Regions from separate parts of the Mus musculus genome. Here all the other regions are linked to region 2. The links are chromatin contacts, called in public HiChIP or PLAC-seq and promoter capture Hi-C maps. All regions are on one chromosome and are shown on one strand. The core of a region is the stretch at or near the end of the contact, and the rest is flanking DNA. Distances in the headings are between cores, read along the strand shown.

Region 1 (3,370 bases), core at 182-2,681, 250 kb after region 2:
TATAGATATTTGTTCTTCTCTTGTGCTCCAGGAAATTGCAGTTTCTCTTAATAAGAGATTGGTAAGAGCCTAGTTTAAACCAGATACAGTGCTGTAACTCTTGATCCCAGCACTCTGGAGGCAGAGATGGGCCGATCTCTGTGAGTTCCAGGACAGCCAGTATTAAATATTGCAAGTTTAGGACCAGTCTAGATTACACAAGACCCTGCTTCAAACAAGAGAGTCAAACACACACACACACACACACACACACACACACACACACAGACGGAGAGACAGACAATCACACAGACTCCCACAGGCATGCATGTGTGCGTGTACGTGAGAGACAGACAGAGAGAGAGAGAGAGAGAGAGAGAGAGAGAGAGAGAGAGCTGGAAAATCTGACCATTTCCTTTCTGTATTGCATGTTGTAGTGAAGTCTCTCCTGAAGCTGCCCAAGTTCACTCCTACTCCCTAACGTTCACTGCTTTCACTTTAGTGTAGAGGTTCCCCCCCCCCCCCCCCCCCCGTGTGAGCCACCCACTTATTATGGCCACTTTCATTCTCCAGAGTTCTGCTTTGCTCACTGGCCTTTCCACAGATCTGTTAACTAAATACAGATAACCAAAAATTGACAGTTTGCTGTTCCTTGCTCACCGTGACCCCCTCCCCACAATGTTGCACCCAGAGTTAGAGCCTCCTCATTTTTCAAAGCTCAAATACCATCTTGTCTGCTACATAAAATCTGGAGACAAAACAGGCTGGAAAAGTAGACAGGGCAGTGCATTGTGTTTTCTCCAAAGCACTTTATGTCAGCTAAGGATGCTTGTCTAGGAGGCCCTGGGTTTGATCTCTAAGCACTTTCCATACCAGTAATACTCTTTGAGTTTTACTAGAGTCAACTCTCTCTGATCTTATTTCTTCCATTGATCATGAAATTTTAGAGAAAAATATTAATTTAATCAAATTATAAATTCTCCATGAGCCTATATCCAATACACAGAAAGCAGTGAAGGCTTGGATTGTGTTTCGACTTTGAATGCACTGGATATTAAAATTGAAGAGACATTTATAGTTACTGTTTAACCAATTTATTTATAAACTTGGGTCTAGGATATATGAGACCTGTTCTGAAAAACAACAAAACCTCAAAATAAATGGAGAAAGTGAGACCAAAGAGTATGAGACTGGTCTACGAGTCTGAGAGGGTTTCTAATTTCCAAAGAGGATTCGCGGCTAAGGCTTTGGGCGTGTCCTCGCCTTGGCCGCGCCTCTTATCCCGAGTCTTACCCTCTCAGTGACCCCTCCTTTCTTCTTCCCCTTAGGGTCCGCAGGGATCCTTCAGTAAGGAAGCTCCCGGTTGCAGGAACCCTTCAGCTCTGGAAGAGGGATTTAGTTACGTCACTGTCGGCTCCTCCCATTGGTCGGGGCGGGTGGGGTGCGGCGCCATGATGTCAGACGCCTAAAGGGGCGGAGCGTCGAGGGGAAGGAGGAGGGAAGTAGGCCTTCAACATGGCGGCTGTGGTACTGGTGGTGGCTACGGTGACGGTCTGGCTCGGGGCGGGTAGAGTTGGAAGAGGTGGTGTTTGCTCTCCCTAGGGGCAGCGGGAGCCCAGCGGAGACTGAGCCCGGGAGGCCGGGCGGCGCCAGCACCTTTCAGCTTTCGGGACAGCAGCGGCATTCAGGTGAGGGGGCCTGTCTCTGGGGGAGGGGGAGAGGGGCGGAGTTGGGGGAAGGGGCCGGTACGGGGCGACCGGGAGGAGGGAAGATGGGGACCGGGCGCCCAGGAGCCTGGAGGGATGAAAGGATCTGGAGTAAAGGAGCGGGAGGGAGGAAGAGCCGGACGACGACCGACGACTCGGGGCGGATTCTGGGCGAAGGGTCAGAGTGACGGGACCGGAGTTGAAGGGGCGGAGGGCGGACGGGATGCGGGCAAATGAGTTCGGATTAAGGGGACTAATTCGCTCAGAAGACAGGCTCAGTGGAAATCTCGAGCTTGAGGGAAAGATTTCTCTCAGTGGGAGCTAGAGCCGGTCCAGGAGAGGAACCCCGATTTAGTAAAGAAGGTAGCGCGCTGGGGAGTTGAGGGTGAGCTTGGGATGTGAGGATTTAGTTATCTGAGCGAGAGATGAGGGAGAGAAATCAGACCAGGGGGTGACTGCTTTGGGGGATATCTTTGGCATTGTGTGGTCTTCTCTAACTGTCTCATCACTGTGGTCTTCTCTAGATTTTTCTTCCTTTTTTAATTTTCTGGGCGATTACCTGGACTATACCCCTGGGTCTCAGAAACAACCCCGTGTCTTTCTTTTGAGGCTAAGCATTTCTCTTGACCAGCGATCCCTCACCTTTGTGTTGTTGCCTCGTGTTTTTTGAGTTGAGACTTAGAAATATAATTATTTAAAACAATTTTGTATTGAACTGGAGTGAGATTTTGATACTTTTTAGACAGACATCATAGAGTGTTGTAAACTCAAATTCTGTTCACATTTTCATGGATAAAGTGTTTTGTCTTCTCAGTTGTAATTGTTAGTATTTGGGAATTTGAATAAACATGGTGTGTGTTACCTGAATTTTTTTTTTTTAATTTGATGGTATAACAAGGCATTTCGTTTTCATTGATAAATAGGTCTTCTAGGGGCGAGGAGAGAAGGTTAAACAATTCAGAGCACTCATTCTTGCAGAGGACCCAACCAAGTTCAACTCTCAGTTCCCACATGATATCTCACAGTCATCCATAACTCCAGTGCCACCTTTTGATGCTCCTCTGCTAATAGGCAGGGATGTGGTATATATACATACATCATGCAGGCAAAACACTCAGATATATGAAATAAATCTAAAAGCGTTTCTTTTTCTTTTTTTGGTCAGTAAGCTCAGCCCCCCCCTTTTTTTTTTTTGTAAATTTGGAGACAGGTTTCTCTGTGTAGCTCTGGCAATCCTGGAGTTTGTTTTGTAGACTACGCTGGCTTTGAACTCTCAGAGAACTACCTGCCTGCCTCTGCCTCCCAAGTGCTGGGACAAAAGGAATGTACTACCCACTGGCTTATAAAAATTGCTCTTTCTAGTTAATATCCATGCTTAGTTAAACTGAACGTTTCTGTATTAATGCAAAGAACACAAAAGTAAGAAAAGAATTACCTAACATTTTAAGTGAAATTTTGTAAGTTTTTGTCTCTAGTTCATTCTATTCTGTAACTTATTGAAAGCCTACTGTGTCTTTCAGTTACTGAGACTTAATTATGGGAGCAGGAGAATTAGTGTTTTTCTAGTAAATGTCCTTGCCGCTGCCTAGGAGATAACTAACCTGCTCATTGTGGAAAAAGTATTAATTTATAAAAGTTAAAGTATCTGAATATAAAACTTCCTCAAATTTTACTTTAAACTTTTC
Region 2 (3,379 bases), core at 846-3,345:
AGCCTGGTCTACAGAGTGAGTTCTAGAACAGCCAAGGACTAGGGCGAAGGAGACCCGGGGTCTCACAAACAAGTAAGTGCTACGCTGGCCAGCAGCAAGCTGTGCCTCATTAACTCTAATGGGTCCAAGCCTGGGTGCTGGGTTGTTAAGCACTGATTATTATCACTCGGGAAGATGAGGCAGGGAGGCCAGTGGCAGCGATGTAGGTCAAAGGTGTTCCGGCAGGTGAGAGCAAAGGTCAGAGATTGTAAGAGCAAGGGGTGGAGGCATGTGGCCGTCCCGGGCACTATGTCCAGTCAGACCCTGGCCTGAGCTCTTTGCCTGAGGCCCAGACTTGGCTCCGTGCCAAGGGGCCTCCGGAGGAGGAGGCTGTCAAAGCCAGTTCCACCACCTTGGGGCTAATCTTTCCTCTTCCTTATCCTGCACTTTCACCCAGCTGCAGGTTCTTAGCCAGCCCCTCACCCCATATACCACCCAACTATATACCTCAGAAAAAAGGGGGCTTTCCTCACCCCAAAGTCAACCTGGATCCTGACACAGAGGTCTCAAGTCCCCAACACAGGGACACGAGCAGGCCCTCAGTCATCAGGGGATCCACTAGGCTTGCTCTCCCCTCTCCTCAAGCTTTTCCCTGACACCTGATCTCTCGCATCTACCTGAGCCTGAAAGCCTTCACCACAAATCCAGAACCCTCTTTTTGTGGTCTAGGCTAAGCCAAGTGATCCTGGGACTCAGTGGGGGGACTGACTGTTCTTTTACAGAGGAATAGGCTCTGAGAACTGGGACGGGATGAGGGGGCCCCATTTTGAAACTGTAAGACACCCTCCCTTGTCCTCTTGCTGCTCTCAACCGAACAGGTGGCCAGACTCACAAATCAAGATAGGAAACAGGGAACCACCGAGGCAGGAGGGAGTGGGGACAACTGATAGGCCACTAGTCTATGAAGTCAGAGGCACATTTGGGCCCCCTTTCTCCATGTGTAGCCTGCCCCACCATGTTCCCTCGCCAGTTGACTGATCTGCACTACCCAAGACTGAGGCTGTTGCTGGAACTCAAGTAACCCACCCCACTGCAAAAAGGGACACCGGAATTGAGAAGAGACTCAGAAAAACAAGTCAGTGGCTGAAAATCAGAGTAACTGGGACAGGAAATGAAAGCCATAGTGTCTGTCTGATCAAGAAGTGCGCCAAGTTAACCAGAACTCGGGGCAAAACTGCAGAAGCCTGAGATCTGGGGGTTCACCAGGGGCCATTGAGAGGAGAGGCAGAGGGGGGATCAAAAGGCCAGCAAAGACGCTGGAAGCATCTGGGTCGCAGGATCCGAAGGACTCCTACAGCGTGTGCACAACACATTTAGACGCGCCCACTGTTCTGTTAGGCTCTGTTTCCTTCCACAATCTCCGTTCTTCCGATTTTGCTGCTTACAGCCCAAGAAATCTGCGCCCTCTGCCCCTACCTGCCGTAATCCGCCCTCACTTCACTGCAACTTTTGGACTTTCTGAGGCTTAATTATTCATTAGGGGCCAGACACCCAAGACCCAAATAACTTAATAGGGGTGTCCATTTGCCTTTCTCTGCTGTGTCCTGAGGTTGGAGCCCTGGGAAAGTTGGGAAGCCAGGAAACGTGTGGGAGGTCCCACACTAAGGGGTGACCCTCCGCAGCCTTGGTCTCTGTCTCCAGGGGGAAAGGCAAAATAGCAGAGCTGTTCTTGGGTAAGTAGCACTGTCACAAGTTGAGTTAGAACTGTCAAGACTGTTGAAGGCTTTGGAGGTCAGCTTGACCCTGAGGGTTAAGCCTCGGGAGCAGAGCTGGGGAACTGGTCGTGTCTGCCTGGAAAACTGTCCCTGGAGTGAATAAGGAGTTGGGGACCACGGGGCCTGAAATAGATAGGACTGCTCACTACCCTGCACTCACCACAAGGATGAGGGTCCCCAGGCACTCCGCCAGCGCCTGGCGAAGCAGCCGGTAGCGGATGTGAAGCATCTCCCCACAACGATTCATCAACTCCTTCTGTCGACCCATGGCGCGAGGCAGGCAGCGGCGAGGTCCGGCGGCGTACGAGTGCAAAGTAGCTAGCGCAAGGCACCGAGAGCGGTGGCCCGGAGCGCAGGTGGCGCCCTTTATACGCTCAGCCTGCTGAGCCCCACCCTCGGAACCCCGCGGGGGCGGAGTGCGGCCACCACCCCTCCACCTAGCCTGGAGGCGCTGGTGGGGACGCGGGGTGACAGTTGTAAGGAGGGTCCTGTGGAGCTTTAAGGGTGGGTTGGCTCTGCAGGATTCTTAGGGGAGTGAGTGTTGTACTGAGAGGACTGGGATACTGTGAAAACGGGAAGAGCAAGCGGTCTCCCGAGCGCCACCCCCCCCCACCCCCCTACCCCAACCCCCTTCACAGAGAGCCTTTGTGGGCATCGTCTCACGCTAGGAGTGAGGAACCAGCTTGCTGCGATGACTGGATAGAACAGGTCTTCAATCGGGCGGCTGATTTTTAAAGGAGGCTATAAACCTCTAGTGGGAAGAGACCTCAGAGTGACGACCCTGGTAGGCAGGTGTATGCAGAGTTCTAACCAGAATTCACCAGCGCTTCGTGTGCCCTGGGAACATGTCACATGTTGCATGTGTTGATTAGCATGGTATATGTCCTGTGACCTGGTCACACCGTCTGGACGCGCCACGTGCGGGCCGGGATACCTGGGCTTTCTCCTTGTGGACCTTCCCCCTTGGCTGAGCTGCTGTTGTCTTGACATGTCACATGCTACATCATGTGAATTCCAGCTGTTTTTAACTCCTCCTTTCCCACTCCCATCGATGTAAATCTACTCTTTTAAGTAATTAAGCTGGGGCCCCGGGAGTAGGCTCAACAGGAAGAGCGCTTGCCAGGGCAGACTGACAACCCGAATTCAATCCCTGAAACCCACCCGAAGAGAAAGAACCAACTCCACACGTTCATAGCAGTGCATGTGCCCACATGTATATCATCATTAATTTTTCTTTCTTTCTTTCTTCCTTCCTTTCTTTCTCTCACTTTCTTTCTCTCTCTCTCTCTCTTTCTTTCTTTCTTTCTTTCTTTCCTTCTTTCCTTCCTTCCTTCCTTCTTTCTTTCTTTCTTTCTTTCGTTCTTTCTTTCTTTTTTAGATAAGGCCTTACCTTGCAACCCTGGCTGGCCTGGAACGCACCATGTAGCCCCAGTCCTTAAACTAAGAGAGATCTACCTGTCTCTGCCTCCCAAGGGCCGGAATTTGAAAAAACGGGAGCCACCACATCTGGCATAATTATTTTTACTTTTTTTGTTTTGTTTTGTTTTGTTTTTTCATGACAGGGTTTCTCTGTGTAGCCCTAGCTGTCCTGGAACTCACTCTGTAGACCAGGCTAGCCTTGAACT
Region 3 (3,326 bases), core at 275-2,774, 240 kb before region 2:
CCTGTCTGTCTGTGGGGAGATGGGATTCACTCTGCGAAACATTCTCTAAAACCTGGCACTACCTGTGATCTCCAGTCAAAGTTCTACCCTGGCCAGTCGCCTAGTACTGGGAACACAAACTCATATACTTGCCCCCCTGCCTGGTATCAGCTGGGCAAGTATTTCCAGGAAAGTGCAGCCCCATTGACCGGGTTAATTTTAGCCCTCCAGTCAGTCCCCTGAGTACACAGGCCCTCTGCCCCTGGAGAGGGCCCTGCTCAGTTTGGTTAAGAGGAAGCATCAGGAGGAGGAACTTGGGGTGGGAGACAGAAGGCCCCTTGGTTCAGCACCTACAAACAGGAGGAAATCCCACAATTGTAGCAACTTTCTAAGAGTTCATCCTCATTCTTTAAACTCTTAGTTACAATGTTTCATTTACTTCTTCAAAACAACTCCAAAATACGTGTGGTTTATTATCTCCATTTACCAGAAAGAAACCTTAAAGAGAAAGTTAAGTGGCTTGTTCTAAGGCGGAGTGGAGGGTGGTGGGGAGGGGAGGTGGTTTTCTCACTGTCGGTCTTGTCCTCAGAAGGTTGAAGGTTGCCGGTGTTGCTACTATAGGTAGGGAAGGTTGCAGAGCAGCCTTTTCAGTCTACTCTAAACTGACCCCAACTTCAAACTTCCTGAGTCCTGGGCCAGAACAAGGGTGTCTCCAGGGCCTTGTCTGGTGCTGGGGTAAGAGCCTGGGGGTTTCCCAACAGGGCCCCTGCCTCTTGAGACACCAGCCAACCTCTCTTTGGGTCATCCCAAAGAGGATTAAGCCCTTCTTGGGGATTATGCACTCTGATCAAAACCTGGTGGCTGGCAGTCCTGAAAGAGATCTTAGGATAATATCCCTGGAACCCTACTGAGGAAATCCGAGGAGTCCACGTCCTCAGATCCTGGGTCTTACCGAGCAGCGGGGACTCCTCAGGGCAAGCTGGCAGCGACAACAGTCCAGTGGTGGTGGGCACTGGCAACGAAGACAAGTTGCTCTTCAAGCCGGGGCCAGAAGCTGCACCAGGGCTGGAGTCGAGACCCGGGCGAGGCTTCGGGGAGACGCCTAAAGGAGGCGGCGGCCGCGCACCCCGCGGCCGCTGCTCTCCTGGGGGCTGCTTGCTGGCTGCGGCGCCGTTCGTGCCGCCCTGCAGTGTAGAGGAGACTCCGACCAACTGGGGCAGGCGGCTCAGATCGCGGCCAGAGAGGTAATAGACGAGGGTGACGCCGAGGTGCAGCGCGCAGACGGCCACGAGCAGGCGGCAGGCCCGCTGCAGGGTCGCGCCCGGCATCGCGGCGCTGCCGCCCAGGAACTGCTCACGAAACCTCATCTTCCCGCCGCGGCTTTAAGAGGGGGTGGGCTACGGCTGAGAGGACGGCCCGCCCGCAGGCCGCCCGCCAGGCGCTACCCGACCACAGCGATCGAAGGAGGGGCCGGGGGGAGGGGGCTAGGACCTAGCGCAGCACCGGCCGCCTGCGGCGGAAAGCCGACACCCCTGGCCGCGGGACTTTGGAGAGATCAGCGGGAACCACAAGCGCGGATGAGCAGGGGGCGTGGTCTCGACCTAGGGCGGGGCCTCAACCGGGTTTCGGAAGGCTGTTCGCGGAACCTGGGGGGGCGGAGTCTAAGGGGTGGGGCCGCAAAGCGGGTCTTTTTCGAGAGGGGCGGGGCATGAGGGACAAGGCTCGGAGAGGGGACTGAGGGGCGGAACCTTCAGCCGGGTTTTTCTGGCAGCTAAGGGAGGGCGGAGCTTGGGGGGCAGGCACTAAGGGGCGGGCCCTCGGGAGGTTGGGTTGCAGGGCGTCGCGACACTTGGGGACTAAACGTGGCGCTCCGCCAGCCCCACCGCAGCCTTGGGTTGAGCGGGCATCCCATACCCAGCGGCGCTCAGCTTTTCTTCCTAGCGTTCACCGTGGAGCTTAAGTCTCTCTAAACCAGCTTCTTGTTCAACGAGCTGCTCACCACTTCCTGACGTACCCAGTGACTCGGGTATGGGCCTGGGACAGCAGCTAGTGAGGACAAGAGGACAGGCGGTAGCCTTGGGATAGTGAGAAAATGGAGTGGAGAAAGGTCGTCTAGGAAACCGGCTTCGACGTCCCGCGAGGCCAGCGGACGGATTCTCTGGGGCGTTCCAAAGATCCACTTACCCTAGCTGGGTCCGCCTGCCTGTGAGGGGGCTAAAGTGGAGGAGCTGCTTATTGAGTCCTGCTAGGGAAGTGACCATCTTGCTCTACTCTTACTCCCACATAAGTGTTTGCAGGATTGGGAAACCTCAGGAACCTGCCCAACTTGGTTCTAGGTGCAACATGGCCTCTAGTGCATGCCACATGGAGATGACACATGCTTGTTGGGATGAGACTGGCAGAAAACTGCATTAATTCCTAAGCCTGCGTACAGAACAGCCCGTTGTACACAGCGCTGGAACACAGTCCCCATTTAACAGAATACTGGAATCTAGGCGCGGTCGTGAACACCTGTAATCCCAGACTCTGGTTGCGGAGACAGGAAGAGCCAGAGTTTGGAGCCAGCCCAGACTATGTAGTAAACAAAGATTTCAGTGCCTTGGAGTGAATAAGAATGAATGGCCTGTAAAATCTCACAGCTGATAAGCTGTGGAACTCAGGGCTCCTAAAAACTTTGTCACTGCGCGTTCCTTTACCTAACCTTGTTGATCTGAAAGTGGAAGCTGGAAGATTTAAGCACTTGAAGTCTTGACCCCGAGGCCTCAGACCCATTTATCCTTGAATGTGATGAGAACCTTAAGATGGGGAATGCTAATTCTAGCTACTCCTATGTTTGGAGAGTTTGTTGTTAACCAATATATGCCATGTAATAGGGGTTGTTAACTGTCTCCGATTCATCGATGAGAAAGCAGGCTGAGTGACATTTGGTTGCAATCATAGAAAGTATTTAAAAAAAAAAAAACCACTTGGGAGGCAGGTGCATTTCTGAGTTCGAGGCCAGCCTGTTCTACAGAGTGAGTTCCAGGACAGCCAGGGCTACACAGAAAAAAAACCTGTCTCGAAAAACAAAAGCAAAAACAAACCAAAAAAAAAAAAAAAAAAAGAAAGAAAGAAAAGAAAGTATACTGCTCATCAGGTGACTTCCTGACCGACCCTCTCTGGCCCCTCGCCTCCCTTGGTGAGGTCCTGAGGCTGTGGTCCCTGCGGCTCTTTTATGTCTATGTTCCTTAGGTGTGGTTCTATTATCTATAAGCTGATAACACAAAACTTTGTGGATCCAACCCACATCTCTTCCCTAACCCTCCACCTTCCAGTATCATCTCAGCCAAATGAGTCCCGCACACAGT
Region 4 (3,418 bases), core at 80-2,579, 220 kb after region 2:
CACAATCAAACATTTAACAGAAGATTTGTAATCCAGAAAGTACAGTTTAACTCGGCTAGCACTGAAATAAGGCTCTCATAATGAAGACTACTTAGAAAATGGATAAACAGGGCAAAAAAAAGTTAACTAAACCTTTGAGGAAAGTGGAGGGCTCAGAAATAACATATACCCAGGTGTCCTTGATAGTTACGAAATGAAGTCCATATTACAGAACCCACCTGGGCTGCACTTCTACCCAGCCCCCTTCTCCCTCTCCGCCTGTGCACCCCGTAGAGCATAAAGAGTATAGCTCAAAGAGCCAGACTGGGGTCTCGGATCTTCCAGGGATGTACAGTCAATGGCCGCTCATCTGACTCCGCGCGACTTGCGCTGCGGGCAGTTTTAGAATTCGAAAAATCAAATACCAACGGGGTAACCTGCGTCGGAATCCCAAGTCCAAGAGGCCTTCCTCTCCAAAGGGGGCAATATAGAGATGACACCTGGTGTTTCTTCTAGATGTCTAAAGAGCCAAAGGGGCCTGCACCCAGTTTAGGAGATGGTTTCCTTGATAAGAGACCATCGGCCCTTATTCCTAGTGCCACTGGAAGGTCCACTTCAATCTCCTTCCCAGTAACTTCGGAAGGTCGGTCTTACTTCCGATTCCCCTTGTCTTCATTTTCTCCTCCCTCCAGGAACGAGGAGGTCCTGAAGCTCTCTATCCCTAGCTGCTGACTTCCAGCGGAAGGCGTCATTTTGTAGTTTTCTTTTGGCTCCTCACCCTTCCGGCCCGCCTGCTCGCCAGTACACTGCAGAAGGACCGGTCACTGCTCTACAGTCCCGGCTCCGGTTCTCGTCCCGCCCTGGCCCCAGGTTCCTGAACCCAGCTGGAACGCCCTAAGCCCCTGCTAGGTGATGACCCAGACCTGTGAGCCCTCACCTGCGGGCCCTGAGCGTCGCTCCCGGCTCCTGGCGAGGCAGACGCTTTCCGCTTCCTGCTAACTGCTTTCCGGGCCATAGTGGGCAGCGCCGCCGTGGCCCCGCAGCCACATGAGGCGGAGAAGGCAAGGGGCGGCAGGGCGACGGGTCATGAACCGGGCCCTGGGGCCGCGCGCTTTCGAGCGCCCGGCCCGGAAAATGGCTCGGATCCCGGGCAGCAGTCGATCAAAATGAGGCGCGTAAATGGAAGAAGGGAAAATCCGGGTTGGGAAAGGGGAAGGGGAAGGGAAGGGGAAGGAAAAGCAGGAACAAGCAGCTTTCCTACCGCCGTGTCTGGAAAGGACGGCGAGCGGCGAGAACCAAAACACCCCCCTCCCACTCGCCCGCGCCCCGTCACTCCTGCGCAGCCGCACATAGCAGCACGTCGCCACGGAGACACCGCCCAGACCAGCAGGGCGGGACTTAAGCGCAGCAAGGAGAATTGATGTCCTCGGAGAACTTCCGCTTGCCTCTTGCCAATGGCGGTTAAGCTGTGGCCAAAGGAATCCAGCCTTCTGTCGGGACATTTCCGACCTCAGCCAGCTCATCCTCTGGCATGCGGAAGTAAGCATGAGCTGCCTGGCTGCGGGACCAATCTTGAACCTGTAACCATCATGGTAGGATTAAAGATATTCTAGACACCCTGATTGCCAGATTGCAATCAGACTATTAAAACACTGGACTCTAAGAAATTGCAGTTTTCCTGGGAGAAGGAAAGGACAAGGGCACAGATGCCAGCCAATAGAGGAACTTGACTCCAGGAAAGATAGATCACAGTTGGGAAAACTTGTCAGACTACCTTCCCAGAGAAACTGGGCGAACAGATGATGGATGCGACCACACCTTGCCGACGACTGCTTACTTAAGCATAGCTGTTGCCTTTAAGCCTAAACAAACCACACGTCAGCCCCTAAGATGGACTAGGATAAGAGAATGTCCCGTCGTTGTTCTTTCCAATGAGACCGAGTTAACACCTTTCTTCAAGTTTCCCCTTACACTTTGTCTTTTAGTTGGCCTGTTGAGAATGAGTTAAGGCTGCTAGGGCCCAGGTTCTGACCCTTCCTTATACCTCAGAAGACGTTTCTTAATCCTGTAACTAGTAGCCTCACATTTAGCACTTTCCCCCAACATTCTCACAAACTGTCAATGGGCACAAAAGATTAGACACTTTAAGGAAGGCAGAGAACCCCACATCACACTCCTTCAAGATGGATTCAGGGTAGGAAGGCAGCAGTATGGTCAGATTTTTGCCACATCAAAGTACCAGAGCTAACGCAGGCTGCCTCACATGCCTGTTGGCACAGGTCTCCCCACACATACGGAGTCCCCAGATTCCATTCTCCACTTCTTTACTCTCCAGCTCCCTGTCTATTTTGACTCCTGTCTAAACCTCAAGTCACTTTTCCCCTTCTTTTATTTATTCCTTTTCTTTCTTTCCTTTTTTTTTTGAGACAGGGTTTCAGTGTATAGTCTTGGCTGGTCTGGAACGCAGCATGTTATATAAATCAATCTGGCCTCAAAAGTTATAGAGCTCCACATGCCTCTGCCTCCCCAGAGCTGAGTTAAAGGTGTGTGCAACCACATCTAATAAGTCACTTTCTTTCATAAAATGCCACCCTTTTTAGGTCTGCAAGGTCAAAGTCACACTGTCCTTGTGCTTCAGCAAATAGACCCATCGCTGTAATTCATGCCATTGCCTGCCTTTCTCTCGGAGCCCAGCCTTGATCTCCATTAAGGAGTGAAATCTTGAACCACAGAAAAGAGAGTGGTCATTTTTGGCATGTCCGGTTTGGACTGGCACCAGTCACCAAACAAAGCGGGATCACCCTTGCCTCCATTTTCCGAAGATCCTGAAGGAATGTGAGTGCCAGCTTCCACTTTCCTCAGGCAAAGAAACCCTTGGAGGAAGCAGGATGTTCTTGCTTGAGACTGACTGGCCTCAGGCTGTGGTGCCCAGTTACCTGCTGGTCCCTTCAGCTTCAGGCCTCATACCTCCAGGGAACTGTGTTGGCCCATCTGCCGTTCTGCCTACAAGAAGATTTGATTTGTTTTCCAGGTTGAAATGATGTGCCACCACCCCAGATCAGCACTGCAACTAACCCCTAATACTACCTTGGGAGAGGCAGCCCCATCTTTCCTGATTAGGCTTGTGTCTTCGGAGATTAACACATTGTGAGCGGGCAGGACTGTGGCAGCCCTCCCTTTCTGAGTCTGTTCTGGTTCTGTCTTGCCTCACAATGCTCTAGATGACCCAGTCGTTCACTGGACAAGAGTTTGGAACCCTTTGAGGATCTCCAGGCTCAGGCTGAGTGGGGCTGGACTCCTGGCATCCTCAGTCCATGTCAGGACACACAGGACACTGGTGCAGCTTCATTCTGTAAGTTGTCCTGCACACTGACATCCCAGGATTATCCTCAGATCCACACGCCAGATCATCTCTGTGGAAATGGAGTAAAGGTCCACT
Region 5 (3,268 bases), core at 630-3,129, 190 kb before region 2:
ATAAAAACCAACAAACAAGATTTACATACAGTAAATAGCCCAGATCAAGTGTACATTTTGAGACTGTATCAGGAGGCCAGGTGTGAATTTCATATTTACAGGTCAGTCACAGGCTAAGGCCTTGGAGGCTTGAATTGGCTCACTTCACCGGCAGAGAAATAACCTATCATATATGATAGATATGTAAGGGTCCGAAAATCGCTGAAGGAAGATCCCAGACTCAGATAGTATGCAAAAACAAAGAACGTTTATTCTGCAAAAACACCAGTATTCGGGGGTGGGGGGGTGGGGGTGGGGTGTCAACATTTTTCAAAATGGTGACCCCAGACAAAGACAGGAAGGTCTTCTTATAGAGAACAGAGAAACTTCTACAGTAGTAGGTTCTCATATGGCTTTTCAAAAGCCCTTAGTGATAGTTTTCCCCCTCCACCCTGACTTCCCATCCTCTATCATACTTAATCCTTCTTGTTTTATTTCCTAGTCTTTATCCCTTTATAACACTATACTCTATTTCTGCAACCGTAAAAGAGCTCCTCGTCCCCAAATGGCCAAAGTACAGAGAATAAGAGACTTTGGAAAGCTCAGCCCTAAATGAGATGTTTATATCACAATCCTCCCCTCAAGTCCCAGGGACCTACAGGGGCGGGGGGGGGGGGGATGCAGCGTGGGGGGGGGGGGGTAAGGACCAGAAGTGGTGGAAGACTCCAAGGAAAACAGCATTTTCCAGACACACAGGGCAGATGCTCTTATGAACCCCCAGACTGTGACAAGATCTGTCTAGTTCATGTCAGATAAAATCCCAGCTTGGGGTCTGGAGAGATGGCCCAGAGGTTAAGAGCACTGACTGCTCTTCCAGAGGTCCTGCGTTCAACTCCCAGGAACCACATGGTGGCTCACAACCATCTGTAATGGGATCTGATGCCCTCTTCTGGTGTGTCTGGAGACAGCTACAGTGTACTTACATATAATAAATAAATAAATCTTTAATTTTTTCTTTTTTAATCCCAACAGGGAAGAGGTGGGTGTGAAGCCCCACAGCCAGCTAAAGAGCTATTGATAAGTATTTGGTGGCTGTTAGGAGAGGGAAAGGCTGACAGGAGGTGATGCTTCTGGTGGGGTGGGTCAGAGTAGATCTGGAGGCGCTCGAAGAGGGGTCTCTCTTCATCAACCAGGTCCACACAATCTGGGAGCTAAGATAGCCACCATGAAGAGACACTGTCGATGTGCAGGAAGCTTGGCTACAGCACTTAAATTGCCCCATTAATGCAGTCTAGCAGCAGTTGAGATTCCCCCTTTTGAAAAGGGAAAGCAGCAGGCAAGGCCGCACAGCAAGTAAAGCCAAGGCAGGCTGCCAGATGCTGTGGGAAAGACAGGTTCCTGCCCTTCCCAGCTCCCAGGGGCGCCCCGGGGGAATCCCGGAAGGAAGAACCCGCAGCTGTCGGAAAAGTTAACGAAGAGGTGTTGGTCAGGGTTCCCGGACCTCTCCGGGCAGGTGGAAAGGACAAGGTGAGCCAAGATCACACCCTGCCCCACACCCACCTTTGCAAGCAGGATCTTTGGCAACTTTCAGGCTAGGCAGGAGGCAATCACCGCGCCCAGAAGGGCTGGCAGCTCTTACACCCATCAACTCTCCCGAATAGTAAATATTTAGCGAATGCCATTAGAACAGAAGAAATCTTTTTTTTCACCTGTCTCTGGCTCAACACCCGGGAGCTGCTGAAAGGGCCGCCGGATATAAGTAGCTTTCTTGAGAAGTGGACCAGGTTGAACATTTTAGCTTTTATGACCTTTGGGTCAAGACTTCTGTTAGCATACTGCGAGACAGCGTAATGGTTAATTATTTCACTCTGCTTCCTTGGCAACAATGTGGCACATGCCATCTTGGTTAATAATAAAAGGCCAGTTCCCTGGCTACATTGATCTGCCGGAGAGATAAGCATGTGCATTGTACAACCCAATCTCGGCCTTCACTTGGGTTTGGGGTTTTTGCTGCTTGCTTGCTTGCTTGCTTGCTTGCTTGCTTGCTTGCTTGCGTTGATATTTCTTGGTTTGGTTTGGGCTTTTTGAGACAGGGTCCCTCTGTGTGTCTTGCCTCTCCTGGAACTCTCTTTGTAGGCCTATCTGTGCCACAGTGGTGTGGATTAAGCCTGTCTACAGCAGGTGAGCATGATTACAGACCCTGAGTGATGGTCCCTTACTGTCCCCTCTCCTGCACAGGCATGAGTATGCGTGTACTCCCCCATATACAGGCAGGTACACCCACACACTCATGCACACAGGTAAATAACAAAGATTTTAAATGAATTATTTATTTATCCATTTATTTATCTAGACAGGTGCTTACTGTGTAGCCCTGGCTGACCTAGAGCTATGTAGACCAGGCTAGCCTTAATGTTACAGAAATTTACCTGCTTCTGCCCCTGCCTCTGGACCACTGGGACTAAAGGTGTAAACCACCATGTCCAGCCTTTTATTTTTTAATTTTATTTTTTATTTATTTTCTTGGGCTGGAGAAATGGCTGGTGGTTAAGAGCACTGACTGCTCTTCCAAAGGTCCTGAGTTCAAATTCCAGCAACCACATGGTGGCTCACAACCACCCGTAATGAGATCTGACGCCCTCTTCTGGTGTGTTTGAAGACAGTTACAGTGTACTTATGTACAATAATAAATAAATATTTAAAAATTATTTTTAGGGCTGGTGAGATGGCTCAGTGGGTTAGAGCACCCGACTGCTCTTCCGAAGGTCCAGAGTTCAAATCCCAGCAACCACATGGTGGCTCACAACCATCCGTAACAAGATCTGACTCCCTCTTCTGGAGTGTCTGAAGACAGCTACAGTGTACTTACATATAATAAATAAATAAATCTTTAAAAAAAAAAAATAAAAATTATTTTTAAAAAGATTAATTTTCTTTATGCATATGAGTGTTTTGCCTACATGTATGTCTATTAACGACATGTGTGCCTGGTGCCCATGGAAACCAGGAAAGGGTGCCAGATCTCCTGAAACTGGAGAGGAAATGGAACTCCCAAAGCTGGAGTTACAGGCAGTTGGAAGTCACTGAACATGGGTCCTGGAAATTAAACTTGGGTTCGGATCCAGAGCAGTATACACTTAACTGCTGAGCCATCCCTCCAACACCTAGTACATCTCTTATTTTGTCTTTTTTTTTTTTTTCTAGAGCTGAGGACCAAACCCAGGGCCTTGCGCTTGCTAGGCAAGCACTCTACCACCGAGCTAAATCCCCAACCCCCTAGTACATCTTT
Region 6 (3,658 bases), core at 1,097-3,596, 180 kb after region 2:
GGAAAGCAGAGCAGCTGGAAGCTGCCCCGAGAGCAATTACCACAATCCTTCCTCATGGCCTCATCTCTGCCATGTTACTACTTCCACCCATATTTCAAACAAAACAATCTCCCTCTCTCTGAAATGTTTAGTTTTTGAAAGTCAGAGGCAGCAAGGAAACAAACGGGGGAGGGGTCAGAAGTGTGGGAAACATAAAGGTCACCCACTGGGAGTGAGGGGAGGATCAATTACAGAACTTAAATGACCCCTAAGTAGGAAAAATCAGGCAGGAACATAATGACAGCAATCAAGTGTAGAATGGGAAACTAAACCTTTGCCCAGTAAGACAAATCTCATAGCAACTGGAAAAGGGCCCTAGCCAAAAGGCCCTGAAGGCAGACAAGATATATTGGACCACCTCCAAAGAGTAGAATTTCTCTCCTAAACTAGGTAAAGAGCACACCAAAGAACCATCCCGATGTCTAAGCTACACTACAGGAGAACTTAGGCATGATAGCCACCTCCCCTCTGTTGGTTTATTTACTGTTTTAGTGTTGGTTATTTGAAAAACCAACTCTTAAAAAAAGAACAGGCACCAGATGGTGGTACCTCATGCCCTTAAGCCTGGCACTCGGGAGGCAGAGACAATCTCTTGAGTTCAAGGCCAGCCTGGTCTACAGAGCAAGTTCTAGGACGGTCAGGACCACACAGAGATCCTTTCTTGAAAAACTTAAGGGAGGTTAAAAAAAAAAAAAACTAAACAACAACAAAAATAAACAATTCAGAGGGCGTATTAGCATGCCCATTAATAGGAGAAAAAAAAAGAAAAAAAAAAGCTTAAAAACTTTACAATAGAAGATATAAATATAAACACTATTCACTGAAAGAGAGAGAGAGAGAGAGATCATTGTAACCAGGCACAGTAGTGTTTGACTGTAATCCATGCAAACTGAAATCCCAGCATAGAAAGACTGAAGCAAGAGGTGCATGGTGACTCATGCCTTTAATCCCAGTGCTTGGGAGGCTGATGCAGGTGGATCTCTATGGGTGCAAGGCCAGCCTGGTCTACAAAGCAAGTGGGGGACAGCCAAGGTTGTAACATGAAGAAACCCTGTAAAAACTATCGAGCGAGCGAGCGAGCTAGAGAGACTGAGACAAGAGGCTCTCAAGTTAAAAGCCAGCCTTGGCTAGGTAGTGCAACCCTCTCTCAAAAACGCCCTCCCAAAAAAAGGCATGCTCTTCAAATAAATGATCTCTGGGTACCTCATAGAATCACCTAAAAGCTCCAATTGTTACTGTACACAATTGCTGGAGAAAAGTAAAGAGTAGGCAGACTATGCACCTTGGAAATAAAGTAGAAAGGCGTATTAGTGGTAGTAAACTACGAGATTATGTTAAAGCAAAAAACTGCAGGAAGACTTCCAAGACCAACCCAAAGAGAAAACACGAATCCTAAGTGGTGACAGTTGACATGCCTGGGTAACTAAACCTGAAAATGCAGGGGGGAAGGTGGGAGAGCTGACTATGCCTGGGTAACTAAACCTGAAAATGCAGGGGGGAAGGTGGGAGAGCTGACTAGGAAAACTGAGCTGGAACGCACCAGGCTAAAGAATTTGTTTGAATTTCTAACAACGCTTTACAGTTCACAAGCACTCTTACCTCACCTTAAAGAATAAATAAACTATGACACCACCAGACTTCAATAGGGCATGAAGAGGAAACTCACAGAGTTTCAACTAACACCAAAGACCACAGTAATGAAAAGTAGTAAAATTGAACTATGCCTTCAGATTAAGTGGGGAGAGACTAGAGCGCAGAAGTTGGGCACTAAGACCAGTCCCAGGACAGGCGCCAGACTAGAAAGCTGAAAGGTGGTCCGGATGGGGCGACAGCGTGGCGGAGGAGCTCCTGCCAACGTGCAGGGACCGAGGTGGGAGAGAAAACCACACCCTCCAGGATAAAAACCCAAAGGGGGGGGAGGGGAAGGCGCCCCCTGGGGCTGGGTGGGGCCGGCCAACTAGGATGGGGGGTGGGGGGTGGAGCAGGAAGCACAGGGCAACCTGAGCGGGAGAGGAAAGAGAGTGCTCAGGCCTGGACACACTACGGAAACATGAAGCCAGCGAGGGAAGCTCGGCCCGATCCACCCGAGTAGACGCTGGGGCATCCCAAAGGGGGCTGGGAGTTCAGAAGACCTTAGCCCAGGTCCAGAAAGCATACACTGCAAGGTTCAGGGCCCTGGGAGGCAGGATGAAGGGGACCGGGTGACAATTACCGCTGCTGCTCTCGTTGGACTCGGGACCCGCCGCCGCCGCCGCTCGTTACCTGCCAATGTGCCTCTTACAAAGCGGCGGCGGCGGCAGAGGCGGCCCTGCCCGTCACGTGATCCCTACGTCACGGGAGAGGGTGGAGCCAGTACTTGAAGATTGAACGGGGTTACCCGGCTGGCTAACACAGCTCTGGGAGCTGAGCGAGAGGAACTATGTGGAGGCGGCGGAGATGGTGACATTGCTTGTGGTCAGAATTTCAGGGTCGTACTATCCGCCGCCTATAGAGAACCCACTATTAAAGCGTGCGGTCGCGCTATGATGACCTCAGAAACACTGCAAGATGCTCGATGCGTGCGGCTCTTTCGTCACGTGACATGGTGCAGCCACTCAAAGCAAGCCTGGCTTCTAGACGTTTTGAGGGCGAACTACAACTCCCAGAGTGCTGCGCGGCAAAGGCACTCTCTACGACCGCCTTTTCTCAGCGTGCTCCTAAGTACAACTCCTGATTCTGACTTATTCGAGCATCTTATGGCTAGCTTCCGAGTTAGTACCAATGGGTGCCACCTGCCAAGCGAACCAGCGTGGTTCCTGCTGGGAGGTGTAGTTCTGGCGGAGAGTGGGTCTAGCTCCCACGTTGCGAGGCTGGCGCTCCGCCCTGCCCTCTGCGCGGGAAAACGCCAACCGCCAGCTGCTGAGCCAGACACCCAGAACGTCCTCGGCTGAAGGCCACGAGACTTCAATGTAGTCAAATGTGGACTGCTTTCTGCATTCCCAACTCTCTTCTGCAGGAAACAACTACCATTCCTTGAACGCCAACGGGATGTTAGAGGTGTTCTAGCCCAAAAGGCTACTAGTATCGGACCGGTTTTGCAAATAGGAAAGGAAAAGTTATTTTCTGGCATAAGAAACCTAAATCAGGTTTTCCTTGTTGAGAAGTTACCTGATCCACCTCTTAGTAAAGATGTTAACCTCAGGAGATTAAGCAAAAGTAATGGAGTTTTGTTGTTTTTTGATTTTTTGAGACAGGGCTTCCCTGTTTTGGAACTTGCTTTGTAGACCATACTGGCCTCAAACTCACAGAGTGCTGGGAGTAAAGGCACGTGACACCACAGGCCGACTCAAATAAAGATTAATCACTAGCATATCTTTAAAAAATAAATAAATAGATAGATGTTGCGCTGGAGAGATGGCTCAGTGGTTAAGAGCACTGACTTCTCTTCCAGAGGTCCTGAGTTCAATTCCCCGCAACCACACGGTGGCTCACAACCATCTGTAATGGGATCCAATGACCTCTTCTGGGGTGTCTGAAGACAGCACAGTGTACTCACATACATTAAATAAATAATTTTTTTTTAGATGTTTAAAACACTTTAACTCCAGCCCAGACTAACCTAGCCTTATTGTGCAGTACA

What was found. Promoter capture Hi-C pulls out the DNA fragments that hold promoters and counts their contacts. HiChIP or PLAC-seq counts read pairs in DNA pulled down with a chosen protein or histone mark. Capture Hi-C pulls out chosen DNA fragments and counts their contacts.
Region 1: a contact with region 2 is called in an H3K4me3 HiChIP or PLAC-seq map of embryonic stem cells, with 6 times the contacts expected there. The contact joins the promoter of Ubap1 here to the promoter of Aqp3 in region 2. A contact is called at or near these places in 6 of 39 promoter capture datasets (cranial neural crest, embryonic stem cells, frontonasal cranial neural crest and 3 more) and 2 of 115 datasets of contacts at active chromatin or transcription factors (both in embryonic stem cells).
Region 3: a contact with region 2 is called in a promoter capture Hi-C map of second pharyngeal arch cranial neural crest. The contact joins the promoter of B4galt1 here to the promoter of Aqp3 in region 2. A contact is called at or near these places in 5 of 39 promoter capture datasets (cranial neural crest, embryonic stem cells, frontonasal cranial neural crest and 2 more) and 4 of 115 datasets of contacts at active chromatin or transcription factors (bone marrow-derived macrophages, embryonic stem cells and pancreatic cancer cells).
Region 4: a promoter capture Hi-C map of adipose tissue shows a contact between it and region 2. The contact joins the promoter of Dcaf12 here to the promoter of Aqp3 in region 2. A contact is called at or near these places in 6 of 39 promoter capture datasets (cranial neural crest, frontonasal cranial neural crest, hematopoietic stem and progenitor cells and 3 more), 3 of 115 datasets of contacts at active chromatin or transcription factors (double positive thymocytes, embryonic limb bud and embryonic stem cells) and 3 of 9 other capture datasets (adipose tissue, liver and pancreatic islet).
Region 5: a contact with region 2 is called in a promoter capture Hi-C map of embryonic stem cells. The contact joins the enhancer-like site here to the promoter of Aqp3 in region 2. A contact is called at or near these places in 4 of 39 promoter capture datasets (cranial neural crest, embryonic stem cells, frontonasal cranial neural crest and 1 more), 2 of 115 datasets of contacts at active chromatin or transcription factors (embryonic stem cells and stem cell-derived neural progenitor cells) and 3 of 9 other capture datasets (adipose tissue, liver and pancreatic islet).
Region 6: a contact with region 2 is called in a promoter capture Hi-C map of second pharyngeal arch cranial neural crest. The contact joins the promoter of Ubap2 here to the promoter of Aqp3 in region 2. A contact is called at or near these places in 10 of 39 promoter capture datasets (the 3T3-L1 cell line, cranial neural crest, embryonic stem cells and 5 more), 2 of 484 Hi-C or Micro-C datasets (embryonic stem cells and nephron progenitors), 6 of 115 datasets of contacts at active chromatin or transcription factors (bone marrow-derived macrophages, embryonic stem cells, memory CD8 T cells and 1 more) and 2 of 9 other capture datasets (adipose tissue and liver).

Annotation. Positions count from the first base shown.
Region 1 is chr4:41,347,565-41,350,934 of GRCm38.p6, forward strand. Ubap1 (ubiquitin-associated protein 1) reads left to right here and starts at 1,432. Exons shown (of 7, transcript NM_023305.3): 1 at 1,432-1,667.
Region 2 is chr4:41,096,088-41,099,466 of GRCm38.p6, forward strand. It overlaps Aqp3 (aquaporin 3), which reads right to left and starts at 2,096. Exons shown (of 6, transcript NM_016689.2): 1 at 1,915-2,096. The coding sequence starts at 2,022.
Region 3 is chr4:40,852,460-40,855,785 of GRCm38.p6, forward strand. It overlaps B4galt1 (UDP-Gal:betaGlcNAc beta 1,4- galactosyltransferase, polypeptide 1), which reads right to left and starts at 1,525. Exons shown (of 6, transcript NM_022305.5): 1 at 932-1,525. The coding sequence starts at 1,346.
Region 4 is chr4:41,313,572-41,316,989 of GRCm38.p6, forward strand. It overlaps Dcaf12 (DDB1 and CUL4 associated factor 12), which reads right to left and starts at 1,330. Exons shown (of 9, transcript NM_026893.3): 1 at 917-1,330. The coding sequence starts at 994. Gm46891 (predicted gene, 46891) reads left to right here and starts at 771. Exons shown (of 2, transcript NR_168697.1): 1 at 771-3,331.
Region 5 is chr4:40,906,997-40,910,264 of GRCm38.p6, forward strand. No RefSeq gene overlaps it. Among named protein-coding and RNA genes, the nearest start is that of Spink4, 11 kb to the right of the region's middle. Within about 2 kb of position 1,880, at least 50 of the 459 cell types and tissues checked have an H3K27ac peak or open chromatin away from gene starts, as enhancers often do. A contact at or near this core is called in embryonic stem cells, liver and pancreatic islet, where this site is marked.
Region 6 is chr4:41,272,789-41,276,446 of GRCm38.p6, forward strand. It overlaps Ubap2 (ubiquitin-associated protein 2), which reads right to left and starts at 2,347. Exons shown (of 29, transcript NM_026872.1): 1 at 2,252-2,347.